2 separate regions of the Ovis aries genome follow, and region 1 is linked to region 2. The links are chromatin contacts, called in public Hi-C maps. All regions are on one chromosome and are shown on one strand. Each heading gives the region's core, a stretch centred on a gene start, on an enhancer-like site or on the middle of the called end of the contact. The rest is flanking DNA. Distances are from core to core; before and after follow the strand shown. Region 1 holds the start of EPHB3 (EPH receptor B3). Region 2 overlaps LOC105602901 (a long non-coding RNA gene).

Evidence for each region. A called contact is a pair of places that touch in the nucleus more often than the background predicts.
Region 1: a contact with region 2 is called in a Hi-C map of hypothalamus, with 8 times the contacts expected there. The contact joins the promoter of EPHB3 here to the enhancer-like site in region 2. A contact is called at or near these places in 15 of 16 Hi-C or Micro-C datasets (blood, hypothalamus, liver and 7 more).

Annotation. Positions count from the first base shown.
Region 1 is chr1:203,418,891-203,423,378 of ARS-UI_Ramb_v3.0, reverse strand. EPHB3 (EPH receptor B3) reads left to right here and starts at 2,618. Exons shown (of 16, transcript XM_004003826.5): 1 at 2,618-3,173. The coding sequence starts at 3,065.
Region 2 is chr1:203,230,106-203,235,150 of ARS-UI_Ramb_v3.0, reverse strand. It overlaps LOC105602901 (a long non-coding RNA gene), which reads left to right. Exons shown (of 7, transcript XR_009601666.1): 6 at 4,631-4,693; 7 at 4,935-5,045. Among named protein-coding and RNA genes, the nearest start is that of VPS8, 35 kb to the right of the region's middle. Within about 2 kb of position 3,555, at least 4 of the 54 cell types and tissues checked have an H3K27ac peak or open chromatin away from gene starts, as enhancers often do.

The DNA of each region.
Region 1 (4,488 bases), core at 1,369-3,868, 190 kb before region 2:
CCTCCTTATCTGGCCTGGCTCTCTATTCCTGTCCCTCCACCTGCCCTCTGCTCACGTCTGTTCTGTTGCCAGGTGGTCACTTCCTGCCCAAGGTTGCTGTAGCCAGTACTCAGGTGCCCTCCAGCCTGTCGGCCTCTTGATCAGGAGCCATTCCCGTGGGAACCATAGTGCCAACATCCGGTGAGGACGGGCCCTCCGTTACCTGCTGGCCCTGCAGCCTCTGCTATCGGGCCCGAGAACAAAGGAGCCTGGTGCCTGCCGCTAGGCAGGCTGTGTTTGTCCAGGGCGAGGCCTACCCTGGCACAGATGTTGAGCAAACAGGACTGCCGGCCTCACAGATCCGCCTTACGAGCAGGACTTCAGCTGGGAGGTGTTGCTGCCAGGCCACCTGCCGAAATGTTACCCTGTCCTACTGCAACCAGCACCCCAGGGCAGAGGGGGCTCTAGGGCCAGCCCTCCTGTCTCTGGGCCTCAGGCTTCCAGCTCTGCAATGGGAGAGTTGCATAAGGTGATCTCCAAGATCCTTTCTGTGACCTAGAACCTTGAACGGTGTTTCTGGGAGTCTCTGGGGCTTGAGAACAGATTGAAGCGGTGAAATCTGGGAATCTCATGGCATCCTCCCCCACCCTCACCCACACTCCAGCCCCATGTACCCTCACATGCCTCTGGCCAGTAGGACTAACCTCTCTAGAGCAATGTCCCTGAGCACTGGATCCATGGATCAGTTTACACTAACGGAACGTTTAGGACTGGATCTAGGATACTTCATGGTCAAAGGATTAAGTGTGACCATTTTGCTTCTGAGGCAGCTCAGAATCTGATCTCTTACTCTCTGTCCTGAGAAATCTCATGGTATCTGGAGGAGGTTCAGAGGGATGGATGTTTCTCCAGTTAGGACAGTGAGAGGCTGCATGGTGATAGTGACTCTCGGACTTTAGAGCGCATCAGAATCACCTGGAATGCTTATTTGAAATGCAGACTGTTGGGCTCCATATCCCCAGAAATTCTGAGTCCCAACATCCAAGGTGGATGGGTGGCTTAGAATTCTGAGTTTTTAGCAGGCACCTAAGTGATCCTAAGGTGTCTGATGAAGTAGAATGAGTGAATCTGAAAGCTATATAATCCTTAAAAAAAAAAAAAAAAAAGAGCTATAGACTCTGATTCAAATCCCATCCTGCTACTTATGAGCATTGTGACTTGGGGCAAATCACTAAGCCTTTCTAGATGTCAGTTTCGTTTGTAAAATGGGGCTATAATAACATCTACATCTTAGTAAACTAGACTGATTTTTTTTCAGAGTGTTTTTGCACTTTGCAAACATTTGTTGAGCAAATGGGGTAGGAGTCTATTTGCCCAGTTCAGAAACCTGGGGATTCTTCTTAATGTCTCTATCTACCCCATGCTTCTCAACCACCCAATCACAATTCCCCTGAGCTCTGTGTCCTAAAATATCTTAGACCTACCCACTTCTCTCCATCCCCACAGCCACTACTCTGGTCCAAGCCACCACCTTCCTCTGCCTGCCCACTGCACAGCTTCCTCACTGACCTCCCTGATTCCACCCTTGCCTCTTCTCATTCTTCTTCCCAGAGAAGCCATGTTAACCTGATAAAGTAATGCCCCTGCTTCAGACCGTACCTCTTAGGAAGGCCTTCTGAGTCCAAAAAAAAAAAAAAAAAAAATCCTCTGCTCCCCACAGCTACTCCCAAACTTCCTTTTGGCTCCCCTCAGCCTCCAACTCTATATTTAAGATACTCTGAACTTCTTTCCATTTCCTCCAATGAATATCAGTTTCTCGTGCCCCTGGGACTTCACACAAAGCGTGTTTGCTTTGCTTGAGACTGCCCTCCCCGGTCCCCAAACACATATTCTTCGCCTACTATTCATCTTTCATATTTCGACTTGAATGTCATTTCCTCAGGGCCAGACATAGCCATGCCTCTCGCATGGGCTCCAGCAACTCCGTCCTTCCTCCATAACTGTTACACTCTGCGGTGATGACTTCATGCCTGCCTCCACCGCTGTGTTAGCTCCAAGAGAACACAAACCTCTGTCTTATCCATTGCTGTATCGCCAGAAAACTCTAGTCAGTCTTTGGCTCAAAGAATGATGAAATACACGAATGAATAAACAAGTGAGAAGATCCTGGTCACAGGATGTGTCGCAGAGGACGCCCACCTGGTAGTGCGTAAGCCGCGATTAGGTTGGGTCCGGACGTGCCTGTAAAGACAGCCACATGGGGGCGGCCTCAGGCACGCACAGACCACACGGGGGCGCCCCCGGCTCGTTTTACGTGAATGGCACCTCGGACTCAGGTTCGGTTACTAATCACCACTGGGGACAGGAGGCGGGCTTCTCCTTCTGATGGACAGTATCGCTCCGCCCAATCTAATTCATCTTTTCTTTGGCCCCGCCCACCCCAGGAATCAGAGAACCTGAGGGTGGGCGTGACGGAACCGCTGCCAACTGAACTCCGGCGGAGTGCTGTTGAGGCCGAACCAGCGCGCCTGGCGGTCTGTGAGTGGGCGGCGGGTGGCTAGGGGCGGGGACTCCGCGATGACAGGCAGGCGGACAGCCCCGCCCCTCTCATCCAGAGCGGCCGCGCCAGCGCTGGGGACAGCAGAAGTGAGTACGTGAGCGGCGCAGCAAGAACCCAGCTCGGACCCCGGACGGCGCGCGCACCCGGAGTCTCAGATCCCAGTCGGGCCCGCAGGAGACCGCTGGATTACTGTGCACACCGAACTACCACCACTCGCTCCCTCCCGCCCCGGCCCGCCTCCCCGAGTTCTCTGGCTCCGAGCTTTCCAAGCGCCCCGGATCCTCCTGGACCTGTCCGTCCAGATTCCCCCAGGACCAACCTGCCCGCTTACCCCAGGATCGCCCGGCTCAGGGCGCCGCCTGGGTCCCGGAGCCGACTGCCTGGATTGCACCCTCCTTGCCTGGATCTCCTGGGACCGTGCGCGAGCCTTCTCGCGCCTGCCGAGCGGATCCTCCTGCGGGTGCCCGCAGCCCCGCCGGCGCGGCCCGGCGCGGCCCGGCTCGGCTCCCGGAGCCAGTCCCGGCCATGGCCCGAGCCCGCCCGCCGCCGCCGCTGCCGCCGGGGCTCCTGCCGCTGCTCTCTCCGTTGCTGCTGCTGCCCCTGCTGCTGCCCGCCGGCTGCCGGGCGCTGGAAGGTGAGCGGCGTCGGGGGAGTGCGTCCAAGGGTTAAGGTGTCCGGGTCGCCCGAGCGGGAGCCGGGGGTGAGTCTGCGGTGTCGGTCCGATGCGGTCCAGGCGCACTTCGGAGGAGGCTCGGTCACCCGCACCCTCTCCAGAGGCTGGAGCTGGGGTGGCGGGGACGCCTTGGGCGCCGCCTCGTAGGTTCCAGCTGCCGGCTGTCTGCCAGTTGTGGGATCGCAGGCAGCTCGACCTGGGTGAGCGTCCCTGAAAAGTCATGGCCCGGCGGTGAGCTTCTGTAGGAGTGCCAGGCACTCAGAATAGAGGAGCGGCGTCCTCCGCACCTCCTGGTTGCAGGGAAGTGTGCGCGACCCCCACCAGGCAAGGCCGGGGCTCTGAGGCTGCTGCTGGGCTCCCCGGGTTGAGGGGCCGAGTCGGCGAGGAACCTCTTGGAGTTAACCGGGAGAGTGAGTGCGTGCACGCCGCTTTGTCAGGGGATGGCTGCTGGGATGGTGAGGCGGGAGCCTGTTATTGTTGACGGTTTACCGAGCGCCAACTACCCACAAGGTGCTGTGTGCACCGCCGTTGCATACTGCTCCGGCGCTCCCCCTCTGCCTTCTTGCAGGACCCCCACCCCCAGTGCTGGGGTCTCCACCGAACTCCAGAGGTTGTGGGGTTTGTCTCAGGTAGAGCTAGAGCTGATGCCTTACCCATTATCCAGTGGAAAAGGCCAGGCTTCTCCGTGGGTTGTGTGAAACCTGCAGAGAGGGCTGCTGGGAAGGGGGGGGGTTGCTCCAACTTCCACAGGACTGTGCCTGGATGAACAGCCTAAGTGGTTTTGGCCCCCGTGGGAGAGCTCACATAATCCACTTGACACAAGCCTGTGGGGACAGAGGCACTGACACCGGGCAAACAATAGACAGACAGACAGATACACATACATACACACACGGTTTTCTAAAATTTTTGGAGCCATTAAATGAGGCAATAAAAACCTTCCTGAATGTGGAGGAAAGGACACCACAGACTGGGGGAAACTGAGATGACAGGCAGTACTTCTATTTGGTATCTTTAACCGATCTAGTCACTTTCTTAGTTTAAGAACAAAAACATGAATTCTGTGTGACTTGGTTTGTTCTCATGTTCACAGTCGGTAAACTTGAAGGTTGGAAGGAAAAAAGAACAGAGTTACGAGAGAAAGGCATCTTCTGGTGCTTTTTCATTTTCTCCAGGAGGAAAAAAACATTCTTCTGAATCCCCATCGTCTTTTATCTCTGAGCCCATTGGTGCTGACAGACTGATTCACACGGGTGGACACATGCAAATCCAGACA
Region 2 (5,045 bases), core at 2,306-4,805:
AGGCGAGGGGAACTGTGGGAGGGGTTGGTGTGTGAGAACATTTCTTCCCATCTTGCTGAAATGTGAGTCTAATGAAATGATAATGAGGTTGTGGCCTTTAAGCTCCATTGAGCTTCTTGCGCATTGTAATTTTACCCAGAGTGGGGCTAGTTTTTGAAATGATTAAAACTATCGATTCCTAGGCCTGTGTGGCTTGAATCTGAATTCATTACAGTCCCAGAGGTGAGGGATAAACATTTCTCCCTGGTTCAGCTGGGAAACAGATCCCATCTTGTCTGAGTCTCCTGCCTACCCACCCAGCTCTCCAGCAGACCTCTGGAGGCGCAACTAACTGGTATGGGAACCTCTGGAAGTGTTGGCAGACAGACAAAAATAGGACCCAGCATCCAAGTTATCAAAATCCCAACCGGGAGTCCCAGACCATTTTCTGGGACCTCTCCCTCAGGTTGGAGGAGGGAAGTGCTCAGTGTTTAGTCTCGGTGATATTTTCTTACTGACATTATAAGTGAAATGTCTTTTCTGTAGAAAGAAACACAGAAACCCTCCAAAGTTTGACCCAGAAGAATCCTGGAAGGAGAAACTCCAGCCAGAAGGGTGGCTGACAATGTGGGGTGAACTTGGACCTCCTGAGCCTTTCTCAGGATAAAATGAAGGGTTTCTCTCTCTGATTTATGCTATCACTACCGTTCTGGTTCCAAAGAGCATAAGGTGACTCTTTTCAAGTTGAAACAGGTTGGCATCTTAAAAAATAACCTTACTTTGAAAATGGTATGGAGGTTTCTCCAAAAATTAAGAAATAGAACTAACATATGATCCAGCAATTCCACTTCTGGGTATTTATCCAAAGGAAATTAAAACATTAATTCAAAAAGATGTATGCACTGTCATGTTCATAGCAGCATTATTTATAGTAGCCAAGCCATGGAAACAACCCAAGTGTCCACTGGTAGGTGAGTAGATAAAGAAGACGTGGTATACATGTATACAGTGGAATACTATTGAGCCACCAAAAAAAAAGTGAGGGCATTATGGTAAGTGAAGTCAGACAAAGAAAGATAAATACTGTGTGATCTCGCACATATGTAGACTTGAAAAACAAACAAAGATCAAATCAAGAAAAAACTGAACTGGATGAAGGGGATTGAAAGGTACAAACTTTCAGTTATAAAATACATAAATCATGGGATGTAATGTACAGCGTGGGATGTAACGTACATGGGATGTAATGTACAGTATAGTTAATACTATATTGTATATTCAAAAGCTGATAAGAGTAGACCTTAAAAGTTTTCATCACAGGAAAAAAAAAATTGTAACTCTGAGATAATGGATATTAACTAGATTCATCATGGTGATCATTTCACAATATATACAAATATTAAATCGTTTTATTATACATATAAAGCTAATATATGTCCATTATATCTCAAAAAAATAATCTTAAACTATTAAACTAAATAATCTTAATCTAGACCATTAAAGGAGGCCAAGTCAAGTGAAGTGAAAGTCCCTCAGTCGTGTCTGACTCTTTGTGACCCCATGGACTGACTATACAGTCCATGGAATTCTTCAGGTCAGAGTAATGGAGTGGGTAGCCTTTCCATTCTCCTGGGGATCTTCCCAGCCCAGGGATCAAACCCAGGTCTCCCACACTGCAGGCAGAGTCTTTACCACCAGGGAAGCCCCCAAGGAGGCCAAAAAGAAAATTACAGAAAATGTCAACAGCATAAAGATAGGTATGCTCCTTAAGTATGGGTGTCTTGTATCAAAGTGCTGTTCTTAGCTCTGTTCTTGTCTTAAGGGCTAAAGCAATTTATATACACTAGGCCCAGCTCCCTGCCTGTGTCCATGTGGGGGCCGCCATATTAAAACTGGTCAATCTGCCATCTTAATCTCCTTTCTGACAAGCCTAAGAGATCATATTTTAATGGCCCACCTGGGGCCTCCCAGGCATGTGGAGGATTGGTCTGAGGAGCAGGAGTTCTCTGCCACAGTGTGAGGGTGGTGTAAATGACTCAAGGACACAGTTGGGGTGCTGTCCTCCACATGGGGGCAAAGCAGCCTGGCAAAAAGTCCCCTTGACCCCATCCTCTCTTTTTTTTTTTTTTAACAGCCCCATTGGGCAATTGTGGCTATAAAATACACATCAATCATTATATTCAGACTGAAGCATCAAGGTCTGCCTTCAAGGTCACACACACCGTGAGCATGTCCATTTTGAAAATGGTGTGATACATTTCCAGTTTTCCTACTCACCTTTTTACAAGTAAGCATCACTATCCTGAAGCTCTCTCTATGCCAGGCGAGGGGCACGCCCTTCCTCTGGGTGTGCATCTGGGGTTCCTCCATCTCATCTTTTTTTCTGTGTGGTCCCCACTATGCTGTGGACTCCTTGAAGGCAGGGTTTCATTTTATTCCCTTTTACATCTCATAGCCCAGCACTGTGTCTAGCCCAAAACATACCTGGGCAGATGATTGTTCACTGAATGAATGAGGGAAGGAATCCATGATGGAGGTCATTTGTCATTTAATTCTCAGGACAACCTGTGAGCCAAGCAGGGCAGGAATATGAGCTCTAATTTCCTGGGAAAAAACAACAACAACGGAACTCCAGGAGGGAAGGGGCTTGGTTAAGGTCACCCGACTCCTGGAGCTGGCGCCAGGGCTGTGTTGCAGTCTGGTAGCTCAGAGAGGGTTGCGTTTTGCTGCCCACACCCGCTTGCTCTGGGACTTCTAAGAGACCCGTTCAGTCTTTCCTGGAGAGCCTCCTACACAGGTGGTTCCCTGGGGGGTTCAGATCAAGGTCCCCTTTTATTTTCTCCCCCTGCCCCACCCTCGGCACCTGGGCTTTTGAAAGATTAGGCCTAGCAAACGAACTGCAATTATGCAGTAATAATGATTCCATTTTCTCATTTTTATTAATAAAACACATATGCGACGTGCCACTCAGAGCATTCCGTGGAGAGAAAACGAGTTTCCCCACCAGGTGAATAAAATTTCACCCAGAGGCAGGCAGTTCACAAACCACCTTCTGGTCTAGGGATCGTGGGCGCTGCACTTGGCAGCCCAGTGGATGGACCTCTGCCGCTAAGCCGGCCGCCTGCCCCAAGTCTCTGAAGTTGGAGGAGACAGGGGCCATTTCAGCTGCTCCCGGCTTGCCTTTCTGTCCCCGCTGAAATCAGCAGACCCTGACTTTTGGAGAAGCGTTCCTGCGATGTGTCAGCTGCTCCGGGAGAGCCCAGAGTGATGTATTCCAAGACCTGTCAGGAAAAACGCTTTACGGTCAGTTAGGAACTGTAAACTCCCTCCCAAGGAATTGCCCATGGAATTTTAATGCTCTGTCTCTGCCTGGGCACTTCCTGCCACTCTTGGCCCACTCCTCGATGCATATGGAGCAGGGATCAGGTCTGAGGGTCCCCTGGGAGGGTACAGGGCTTCCCTCCATCCAAGTGTCACGGCTGGAAATGGGAGGCGAAGCACAGACAGGACTTGGGCCTTGCCGCAGCCTCAGGCCTTGGCAGGGCCCCCTGCCGTTCATTCTCCCCACTCCCTCCCCTTTCTCGGTGCAAGAGTGAGGCCCAGCACAGGCCTGAAGCAGCCAGAAGTGGAACTGTAGCCTGGCTCCTCCTTCTGCCTTTATTTAGGCAACAAACTCTGAGGGCCTCCCTCATGAGGGCCCACTGTGCACTGGGCAGGGAGCTAGGAGCTGGAGCAGTCAGGGTTCACAGTCCCCATCCCCATGACCCTCGCTGCTGCTATTCAATTCTAATCACCTACAGAAAGATGAAACAGGAGAAAAGGGAGAAATAAGAGAGAAAGTTGCTGGAGGATGAGTGTAGTCAGGAATGACCCAAAGAGGAGTGAAATAGAAAACTATGGGGCCTCCCTGGTGGTCCAGTGGTTAAGAATCCTCCTTCTAATCGCAGGTTATGGGGGTCTGATCCCTGGTTGGGGAACTAAGATCCCGCATGCCATGGATCAACAAAGCCCATGCGCTGCTGGCAACTACTGATCCCGCCTGCTTTACAGACTGTGCTCCACAACCAGAGAAGCCCCCGCACACCACTGTGAAGGCCCAGCACAGCCAAAAAAACAAACAAAAAAAAAACCGACAGACTGTCAAAAATTTTTTAAAAAAGAAAACCATGAATGGTTTGGGAAGCCCAAATCGGCCCGTTCCTACAAATGGCTCAATCTTCCACGTCTCTCTGCAAGGAAACTCATCTTCAAAATTTATGCTGATAGCTCCGAAGTCTGTATTTCTTGCCCAGACTTCACTTTTGAGTATCAGAGACACCAACGCCCGCCCCCCGCCCCCATATCCAACTATCTTTACCCAGAGGTTGCAGAGGCAACTCATCCATTACCAAACTCACTCTCTCCCATCAGCTGTATAATTATACTCTCTGATTTCCTTCTCCTTCTCCTTCTCCGCTGAACAGTCTGAGGCTGGTCCTCCTGTGTGGGTTTATGTCAGTGTCCCCAGAGCCCATTCAGCCCATGGTACATGGTAGGCATCCAGGAATATTTGTTGAAAAACAACCAGTCCTACTTCATCGAAAAGTCAGCTTCCATAAGATCTATTTTCGTAGTTTTCCCTTGTAACTCTTCTCATCTCTTTCTCCTCAAGGAGTGACCATCCTGTGGCTGCAACTCTCAAGACTGTTGCTTTAGCAAAACCCAAATGGAACTGGTGAGATTTCTTCGTCCCACAGGGAACTCTTCGACCGTTGGGGTGGGGTGGGGGGTTGGAAGGGGGTTGTCAGGACTTTCCTTTGTATCCTAAGTCTTCCAGCCCAGGGCTGGATTTGCATATGTTAATATGGAGCACTGGAGCCGGTTAATGAGAAGCAGTGGGCCATGTGGGTGAGCGGAATTCCTCAGAGTATTTTTTTCAGATGTCTTAATTCACTTTCTTTGTTGTATTTCGGCAGATCCAGGTGTTTGGATTGAGTTGGTCCTGGTCCCTGCTCCCCTCCCCCAAATCTCTGAAACCACAGATTTTTCTAGATGCCAGACTCAGCCTTTTGTCCAAAGGGTGATGT